Linked DNA regions of Danio rerio: region 1 is linked to region 2. Evidence: chromatin contacts called from public Micro-C data. All regions are on one chromosome and are shown on one strand. The core of a region is the stretch at or near the end of the contact, and the rest is flanking DNA. Distances in the headings are between cores, read along the strand shown. Region 1 holds the start of dhdds (dehydrodolichyl diphosphate synthase). Region 2 overlaps ago1 (argonaute RISC component 1).

Region 1 (5,294 bases), core at 559-3,058, 61 kb after region 2:
AGCTGCAACCCAGTACTGGGAAACATCCATACACACTTATTCACACACACACACACATACACTACAGCCAATTTAGTTTATTCAATTCACCTATAGCGCATGTGACTGTGCATGGGGGAAAAAAGGAGCACCAGGAGGAAACCCACGCCAACACGGGGAGAACATGCAAACACCACACAGAAATGCCATCAGACCCAGCTGCAACTCGAACTAGCGACATACTTGCTGTGAGGCGACAGTGCTAACCACTGGGCCACCGTGTCACCCTTAGGTAATATCATGGCTTAAATATTTTTTCTTTGTTGTTTCTGATTTGTGATTGATGAATCATATCTAGACACTCTTACTTCCTCCAAAATGTAGTTGTGATATGTAAAACAAATATGTTTTGCACATTATTGTGTTTTATATTGTGTGTCCTGGCTGTGCGGTGACGCGGTGGGTAGCGCTGTATGAGTGTGTAGACACACACACATAAACTAGACAATTTTGCCTATTCAGTTCACCTGTACTGCATGTCTTTGGACTGCAGGGAAAACCAGAGCAGGGACCGGGAGGAACCCACACGAATGCAGGGAGAACATGCAAACTCCACACAGAAACGCCAAATGAGCCGAGCCAAAATTCGCACCAGCGTCCTTCTTGCTGTGAGGCGACAGCACTACCTACTGCGCCACTGTGTCACCACAAACACATGTATAGGTAAATTGGGTAAACTAAATTGGCCGTAGAGTATTTGTGTGAATGAGAGTGTATGGGTGTTTCCCAGGGATGGGTATGCTTATAAAATCTTGCCCTTTTTATTGAAAGGAATAGTTGCAAAAGCATTATAAAAGTACAATAGGAGACACTTTAAAATAAAGTTTCATTAGTAGCCCTACTGAAAAAAACAGCTTAATCCAGCATAGGCTGGTTGGCTGGTTTTAGCTGGTCAACCAGGCTGGTTTTAGAGGGGTTTTAGCCATTTCGAGGCTGGTTTCCAACCATTTCCAGCCTGGTCTTAGCTGGTCAGGCTGGGAGATAACCAGCTAAAACCAGCTTGACCAGCCTAGCCAGGCTGGAAGCCCAGCTAAAACCAGCTATGTCCAGTTTAAACCAGGGTGGTCAAGCTGGTTTTAGCTGGATTTAGCTGGTCATTTTCCAGCCTGACCAGTTAAGACCATGCAGGAAATAGCTGGAAACCAGCCTTAAAATGGCCAAAAACCCCTCTAAAACCAGCCTGGTCGACCAGCTAAAACCAGCCAACCAGCCTAGGCTGGTTTAAGCTGGATTTTTCAACAGGTAGGGCCTAAATGTTAGCTATTAGGTTAAAATCAACATTGAGGAAAAGCCATATTTGCAGTCACTATGTTAACATTACTAAAACATACAACTGAATTTTGTTAGTCATTAACTTAATTTAATAAATTGATTACGATTGTGTCATGGGTTTCAGCTGGATGGGTATCCGCTAAATAAAACATATGCTTGCTAAATTGGCGGTTCATTCCGCTGTGGCGACCTCTGATTAATAAAAGGACTAAGCCGAAGGAAAATGAATTAAATTTAACATTTTTAGCTCAGTTTGAACTGAAATTAGTTTATTTAACCTATCTTTTCCCTGGATTTTGTGTCAGCATAGTCCCTAAAAATATGTAAATGCAGGAAATGGGATTTAATTTGTGTCCACTTCTCGAACCAAAGTTATATATCATTAAATATATGATTTCTTGAATTTATTTTTGTATTTTATTATATTTATTTACATGTATTAATTTTACGTGTTGTGTTTTATTTTGTTTTTTTGGCGTTGTCTGTCGCGTTTCTGTGTCGTCATGTCCTGTCAGCGGAAGAAGGCGTCATCTTACAGACAGGCTGTGAGTTGGAGCTTTAAGATTTCTCTTAAATACATCAAATATATGCTTCATTTTAAGCTGATTTCGGTTTCTCTGAATGAAAGCCTCCTTTGAATGAATGTGATGACAGTGACATGTTGTTTTAACATCGCGATGTTGTTATTTTTAGGCTAGTTATAGCGCGCTCTTGTGCTTCCAAAGACGAGCAGGTTATTTACCATAGTATTATTAATCAGGTGTGTTTCATTCAGATGAACACAACGAGAGTGAGACGCTGTTTACTGGTGGAGTTAAAATTGTTCGTGTTATCATGTTTAACGTTACATGGAAAATAGGTTGGTGTGTTTGTGTACAAGGCAGACTGATATCTTAATATAATAATAATAATCCTACGTGGGGATATAATTAGCGCACTATACACTTACTATACTGTCATTTTCTTTAAAGCAAGTGACTTAATTGTGTGTAAATAATCAAACCTTTTAATGAATTGCGTATTGGCATTTGTTGGAATATATTTTAAAGTACACATAAAATTAAATCTAAACATATTGCTTTAGTTACGTTAGCTCACATTGCTTGTTTTGTGGTGAACAATTCATCTGTGTATGTCATTATGAAAAAAATGTTTGCCCTTGAGATCTGAAATTAAAATTTGAAAATGCACTTCCTGTTTGTTTTCAGTTTAATTCTCAGATGACATCAGTCTGTTGTTAAGGGTGTGACTAACATACTTAACCACACCCCTCCAGCTCAGTTATGACAGAGCTTAGAATGGGTTGTTGCTAGAGCGGATACGTTTGCGGCCGGAAGTTAACGCAAATTATTTCTATTATTTATTAAATTTCTAATTTGTTGTATTTTATCAACGTCTACCCCAACCCTAAACCCAACCGTCACAGTAATGTAAAAACTGTAGTTGTACCGAGTATTAGTTATGTTATCTATTAAATTACCCAATAAAATGTATTTTTTAACGCCTACCCCCACCCTAACCCTAAACCCAACCCTCACAGTACTGTAAAAATATTAATTATTGTTATACAGTGTCATAAAAAAATGCTGCTTTATTAATGTGCACATCACACTTCCGGCCAGTCGCATATCTAGACTTTACCCTTAGAATGACCAAGAGGCGACACTCAATCCGCTTGTTAAGTGTGACGTCACACGAAGCGGCTTCCGGGTCCAAGCGCTCTATTCAACTGAATGGGGAGACTCATGAAATGGTAATAATAAACGTTTACAAAGCGATTTAAGGCTTTCGAAAATGAAGATTGCAGTATATATATATCCATGCCTAATATCCGATGGCCAGAAAGTGATTCATTTTTTTTTATTGTTAAATTTTTGGTATTTGTTATGCAGCTAGCCCAGAGATTGTTGTGTACACTATGATTTTATATAAAAATTAACTTTAATGTGTGATAAATAAAACATGATCATAAACAAATGATTTCTCTACTCAAATGAATGGCGGCTTGGACCCGGAAACAGTATTACATACGTCACAAACACGTCACCACTTAACAAGCGGATAGAACGCTCCTTTGCAACAGCAACGCTCGGCAAAAGCCCAGGATTCCGCCATTTTGGAGTGAAAGCAATGGCAAGCAGCTGCTTTGTTTTTTATTCATTTATTTAAAAAGTGCATTAAAGCTGAGATGAAACCTGAAAGACGACAATACAACACTTACTATGTCAATCATCGGCACTTTTATTAGTTTATTTTGCAGAGTTAAAATATGCTGTTGTTCTAATGGAATTTTCATTCCAAAATGGCCGCCGCGCCATCTAGTGACTGTTTACCAAACTCCAGTAGAGTGTCGCCTCTGGGTGATTCTATGCTCTTTGGTTATTATGACAATAAACAGACCAGGGGTCTTTTCTTCGTACGTGGATGACTCAGTTAGCTGGATTTGAATATTGACGATTTGAAATGATCCAGGATCGTTTCGTTCTTCAAAACTCATCTGTGAGTTGTTGCCATAGTAACAGTTCTGGTAGCTCAAACCTGGTCAGCAGCAGCAGCTCATTTCATACAAACAGGATTAGATCGCATCAGATAAAGCTAAGAAAATACTGAATGTACAGAATTCTGATATTTTCTTACTGTAGTTATATAAACTTGGGAAAATAGTAAATATATTTTAACTAAGTATATATTTATAAGGTTAAAAAATATAAAACTTTAATAAAAGTACAAAGACTGCCAAAATTTACAAGAGAAAATTTATTGATATGAACTTTTTAGATACAAAAGCATGCATGCACAATATTCGACTTTTTTTTAAAACAGGATAATAATTTATGCAGTCATGTAAGTGTTTTGACTGCTAATATGCCGGTGATTGACACTTTTACCGATATCACAATGCTTTTTTTTAATGCAAAATTAATGTAATTAATTCCTTACGCAGATTAAAAAAAACTGGAGTAGGCCTGGGCTACTATAATAAAGAAAATCTTCTCTAAATGTAAAACTAAATACATTGATATGCATTAAAATACATCATGAATCCTCTTGACATATGGAAGTGTAAAGCCTGCAGCTCACAACAAAGGTGTAAAGTTATTGCGTATCATATTTAACAATCCGTTTACTGCTAATTTAATGTCATTTTGCTCGCATGAATAATTGAATATTAATCAGATGATGTCATTACGCTGCTGTGCCGTCAGCCAATCATTGCTGATCATCTGGTTTCGAGGATGGATAGCTCTGTCCTTCACAACACACGCACGTTCTCAAATCAGTTCATCCAGAAATATTAATCTGATTCGCGAACCAAATTAGCCAGAGATCAGTTATCAAGATTAACAGATCCAGGATCTGCCAAATCATCTTAGATCATTTAAGCGAGGTACGAAGAACAGACCCCAGGGGTCTTTTCTTCGTACGTGGATTACTCAGTTAGCTGGATTTGAATATTGACGATTTCACATGATCCAGGATCATTTTGTTCTTCAAAACTCATCTGCGAGTTGTTGCCATAGTAACAGTTCTGGTAGCTCAAACCTGGTCGGGAGCAGCAGCTCATTTCATATAAACAGGATTAGATCGCGTCAGATAAATTCTGATTTTTTTTACTGTAGTTACAGAGATCAGTTATCAAGATTAACAGATCCAGGATCTGTCAAATCATCTTAGATCATTTAAGTGTGGTACGAACAACAGACCCCAAATCTTTCAGAATGAAATGCCTACTTTTCTTACATCCAATCAGCTCGCAGTAGAAAAAAACAAGCCACACCCACTGTTTTCTCATTTAATTTAGTTTCTCCAGGAACTTCGCCACAATGCAGAAAAAAACGGTTGCAGTTTCTGGTTCATGCGGACTTTATTCCAAACTACCTAGAACATTAATTCATATATAATGCAAATATACATTTTTAGGTCATGCAGTGGCGCAGTAGGTAGTGCTGTCGCCTCTCAGCAAGAAAGTCGCTGGTTTCAGC
Region 2 (5,201 bases), core at 1,243-3,742:
TTGACTTAATATTTCTGAAAACAATCAATATTTTTACAATATTTTACATTTTGACATAATATTTATGAAAAAATAATATTTTTACTTAAAATGTTTTAATTTTTTTATTTAATATTTCTGAAAACAAAACAATATTTTTACTTAAATTTTTTTTTATTTTTACAAAATTTGACTTAATATTTAAAAAAATTATATTTTAAATCAAACATTTTTTAATTTAGAAAAAGTTTGACTTCATATTTTTGAAAACAAATCATTAAAAATCTTGACTTAATATTTCTAAAAAAACAATATTTTTAATTTTGAAGAACAAACTTAATATTTCTGAAAATAAATCAATATTTTTTCTCAAAATATTTTTACAATCTTTACATTTTGACGTAATATTTCTGAAAAAATCTTCACTCAAAATACTTTCATTCTTTTATTCTGATTTAATATTTCTGAAAACAAATTAATATTCGTACTTAAAAATATATATATATTTTTTTATTTTGACTTAATATTTAAAAATAAACTATATTTTTTAATTTTGAAAAAAATTACTTAATATTTCTGAAAATAAATAATTTTTTTTACCTGAAATAGTTTTATGTCAATGTAGTTTTAAATCAATGATTTTAAATTCTTTTTACATTTTGACATAATATTTCTAAAAAACAAAAAAACATATATATATATTTTTAACTTTTATTTTGACTTAATATTTCTGAAAATAAATCAATATTTTTACTCAAAACATTTTTATAATCTTTACATTTTGACGTAATTTCAAAAAAGTTTTTACCTATAATACCTTTTCATTCTTTTAGATTCTGATTTGATATTTCTGAAAACAAATCAATATTTTTACAATGTTTTTACATTTTGATGTAATATTTCTGAAAACAAAAATATTTTTACTTGAAATACGTTTAAAAATGTTTTACTTAATATTTCTGAAAACAAAACAATATTTTTACTCATCCCCCTGACAGCATCGCAGGGAAAAACATGCAACAAACCCCGTGGATCATGGAAACAAACACATACGACCCTTCATGAACAGATAAATACTGCGTGCTGTGGGTCTGTTAACGCGTCTCACCCAGTTATCAAGGTAAGATCTCACAGCTTGGCACTGGCAGGTCTGCTTTGCCTTAAGAAAGCACGCACAGTCATGAATAATTAAGAAGCCGGCTCTTCTCATAGAATAGGAAAACTCAGCTATGAATAATAATGAGAAACCAACGCTTCATCTTTGAAGATGAAATCAGCTGACCAAAGCTCAAAATTACCCAGTTTTCCCCACAATTAAAGCTGACAGGTGCTAACATTCTCTTAACTGATGCTTAACACACACAAATCTGTTAAAAACTTGAAGCCTTAAGAGATTTTACATATTAGAAAACAAGACAAAAACTAAGCATGAACATTTTATTTTTAATTTTGGCCTAATATTAGAGTTTAGGACTAGAAACAAATCAAAAACTCAAAGAAAAAACAGAAGTCTCATTAATTAATCAGGAAGACTAACTAAGATTTAAAAAGACACGGCAAAGATAACATCCCAAACTATTAAAAAATACAGGAGCACCACATTACAACAACCTTTCATCAGTCCTCTCAACATAAACAATCACATGCATCCAACACCACTCTCTTTATAAAGCCTTCAATTCACCCAAAAGACACAATTCTATCTAGTTTCAAATCTCTTTACAAATTATTCCATGCCCGAGGTTCACAATAAGAAATGCAGTTTTGCAGTGTGTGTGTGTCTGTGAGTATTTGTATAGAGGAATCTGCCGCCCTCTGGATGCAGAAGAGAAAACAGCATCCCTCCATCATCAATGCGCTCATATCCGCCGCTGTGACTCAGCTCTTTGTCATCAGCGTTTAGTAAAAAAAACAGCCAGTTACAAGTGCTTGCATGTGCTGGGCGGCAGGTGACATCATTTCCTGCCCGTCTGTGACTCATTTTCCCTTTTCAACACTCCCATGATGCCCTGCTCCTCCTCCGCCTGTGTTCAGTACAACAGATGGGCGTAATTACAGCGTGGGACGAAAATTAAAGTACACGGGATCAAAACTAACCATACTGATTTGGTGAGTTCACATTGCTAGTTTTGTGGTGAACAACTCATCTGTGGACATCATTAAGAAGAAAATAGTTGGCCCCTGTGATCTAAAAATCTGAAAATGCAGCTCCTGTTAGTTTTCAGTTGAATTCTCCGATTAGATCGGTCTGAGGTATTGGGCGTGGCTAACATATTTAACCACACCCATTCGGCTGTCAGACAACAAACAGAAATGGTGAGGAGGAGGAGTCTGTAATAACTCTCCCCAAACCTTTTCCCCATCTTTCTGAAATACATACTTTACTACATCCAATCAGCTCGCAGTAGAAAAAACAAGCCACACCCACTGTTTTCTATGGTTTTCTATATTTAGAAAGGTTTGTCTGTGTATGTGTGTATCTGTGTGTGTGTATGTGTGTCTCACAGCAGTAATAGATGGCTTCTTCCCATCACCAGCCGGCGGGTGTGTAACATCTGCCCCGAGGAAGATCACGGGCTGCTGAAACACTGCTGACCTGTAAAAGAGTCACAGCAACTGTTCAGAAATATAAAAGAGAAATATATATATATATTTGTAGGGATGCACAATTTGCTGAATTAACAGACAGACAGACAGACAGACGGACAGACGGACAGATGGACAGACGGACAGACAGATAGACAGACAGACAGACAGACAGACAGACAGACAGATAGACAGATAGATAGACAGATAGATAGATAGATAGATAGATAGATAGATAGATAGATAGATAGATAGATAGATAGATAGACAGATAGACAGATAGACAGATAGACAGATAGATAGATAGATAGATAGATAGATAGATAGATAGATAGATAGATAGATAGATAGATAGATAGATAGATAGATAATATAAAAGTTTAGCTTAGGCTTTACTGAATGAGCACTGTGCTTTGTCTGACAAATAAAAAAAAATAGTTATTTAAATTTTACTTACTTGTAAATTACTTGTAAATTGTATACTTGTAGCCTAGTGTGAGTGCACCCTCACTGTATTATTATAAAAAAAAAAAAAAATATATATATATATATATATATATATATATATATATATATATATATATATATATATATATATATATATATATATATATATATATATATATATATATATCTAAAGATGTACAATTTAGTCAAAATGCTGTATTTATACACTAGAATTCAATTCAATTCAACTGTTTATTGTCATGTGCACAGTAAGAAAACACGTTTCCCTGTACAATGAGATTCTTACTTTGCCGTCCACAGTGAAGTCATACACACAACATACACGACATACACATAGATACACAGAAGTGACTGAAGTATGATTATAAAATGTAAGTATATATATATCTATGAAAGTGAACAATATATAAAACTGATTTAAGTAATGAAACAAGATTTAAGTAATGAAACAGAATGACAAGAAGAACGAAAATAATTAAAATAAATAATAATAATAATAATAGGGTCACACAGTGGCTTAGTGGTTAGTACTGTCGTATCACAGCAAGAAGGTCGCTGGTTCGAGCCCCGGCTGGTCCAATTATTATTTCTGTGTGGAGTTTGCATGTTCTCCCGTGTTAGCGAGAGTTTCCCCCACAGTCCAAACACATGCGCTATAGGTGAATTGAATAAACTAAATTGGCCGTAGTGTATGAGTGTGTGTGTGAGAGTGTATGGGTATTTCCCTGTACTGGGTTGCAGCTAGAAGGGCATCCGCTGTGTAAAACATATGCTGCATAAGTTGGCGGTTCATTTCACTGTGGTGTTACTTGATGAATAAAGGGACTAAGCTGAAGGTAAATGAATGAATGAATAATAATAATAATAATAATAATAAATATCATTACTGTTGTTATTATTATTGATTTTGTAGTTATTTTAACAGACTGTATGCTGAAATCAAAATAAAATTATTGCAGGAAACTAGAAATAGCATTATTGTAACGTTCATCTGTTAAACATGTATTAGGTGAGCTATCCCTTTAAATGGCAGCTGCATCACAGTGTAATTGTATTGCTTTTGGATTACCCGTGCAGAACCTGAACACATCTCACCGTTGATGCGGCACGAGGATGTTGTTGATGCCGCCGAGTTTGACGTTGATTTTGAGGCAGAGGTTGGAGAGCGTCTGCGGGGAGGTTTTTACCACGTTCTTCACCTGCACACACTGAGTGGCCATTCCTAGAAGAGTGTCTCCAACACGCTTCACTTCCGCTGCACAGAGCAAACACACACATTTATTATCAGTGTGAAGACCCGACAGATGCTGATATTAAAGAACTCAATATATCATGATAATGAACATGCATGATAATGATATCATGGGCACTTCAAAACACTGTGGATAATTACTTATTATTGAAGCTTTCACAGTGTTTTTAAGAACATTGAGATTGTTGTATTAGTGGTTGGTTATCACAGCATCAAATGCTTGAAGACTTAATAGGCAATTTATTTTCAAACATTTACATTCTCTCATGTTAATCTAGCCTACGACATAAAAAAATCCTGTAACAATTTATAGGCTCCCCACCAACACGAAGAGAACATGCAAACTCCACACAGAAACGCCGACTGCTCCAGCTGGGACTCGAACCAGCAACCTTCTTGCTGTGAGGCGACAGTGCTAACCACTGAGCCAACATTTTGTCATAATTTGGAATTTATTTAGTTAAAAATGTTTATTTCCTCTGATGCATATATGCATATATATATATATATATATATATATATATATATATATATATATATATATATATATATATATATATATATATATATATATATATATATATAATTACATATTGAGTAAGATTATTTTGACAATGATAGTGTTTTGTTCCTGTATGTGTTGTATCCTCTATTATCTGTCTCCTTCTCTCTCTCCACATGAGCGGAGATCAGGTGCAGCTCTGAGAGGGGCGGCGCCAGCTATAAAAGCACGCTGTTGATGGTATCCTGTGTTAGCTGTGGCTAATATTTACTTACTGCTGAATTATCAAAGGGAATGCCCTTTATCTTTTGTCCCATTTTCTCATGTTTTATGGTTAGTTATGGAGGGTAGAATTGAACGCTTTATTTATGGAACTTTATTTTTGGTTAATGTAAGAAATTTAATAGTAGGTAG

Evidence for each region. Hi-C and Micro-C count contacts between places; a contact is called where the count stands out from the background.
Region 1: a contact with region 2 is called in a Micro-C map of caudal fin, with 4 times the contacts expected there. The contact joins the promoter of dhdds here to the enhancer-like site in region 2. A contact is called at or near these places in 2 of 18 Hi-C or Micro-C datasets (caudal fin and an unstated tissue).

What each region holds. Positions count from the first base shown.
Region 1 is chr16:55,754,424-55,759,717 of GRCz12tu, forward strand. It overlaps dhdds (dehydrodolichyl diphosphate synthase), which reads left to right and starts at 1,809. Exons shown (of 9, transcript NM_213187.1): 1 at 1,809-1,856.
Region 2 is chr16:55,693,144-55,698,344 of GRCz12tu, forward strand. It overlaps ago1 (argonaute RISC component 1), which reads right to left. Exons shown (of 19, transcript NM_001317223.1): 13 at 4,129-4,288; 14 at 2,485-2,575. Among named protein-coding and RNA genes, the nearest start is that of ago3a, 22 kb to the left of the region's middle. Within about 2 kb of position 2,493, at least 16 of the 62 cell types and tissues checked have an H3K27ac peak or open chromatin away from gene starts, as enhancers often do. A contact at or near this core is called in caudal fin, where this site is marked.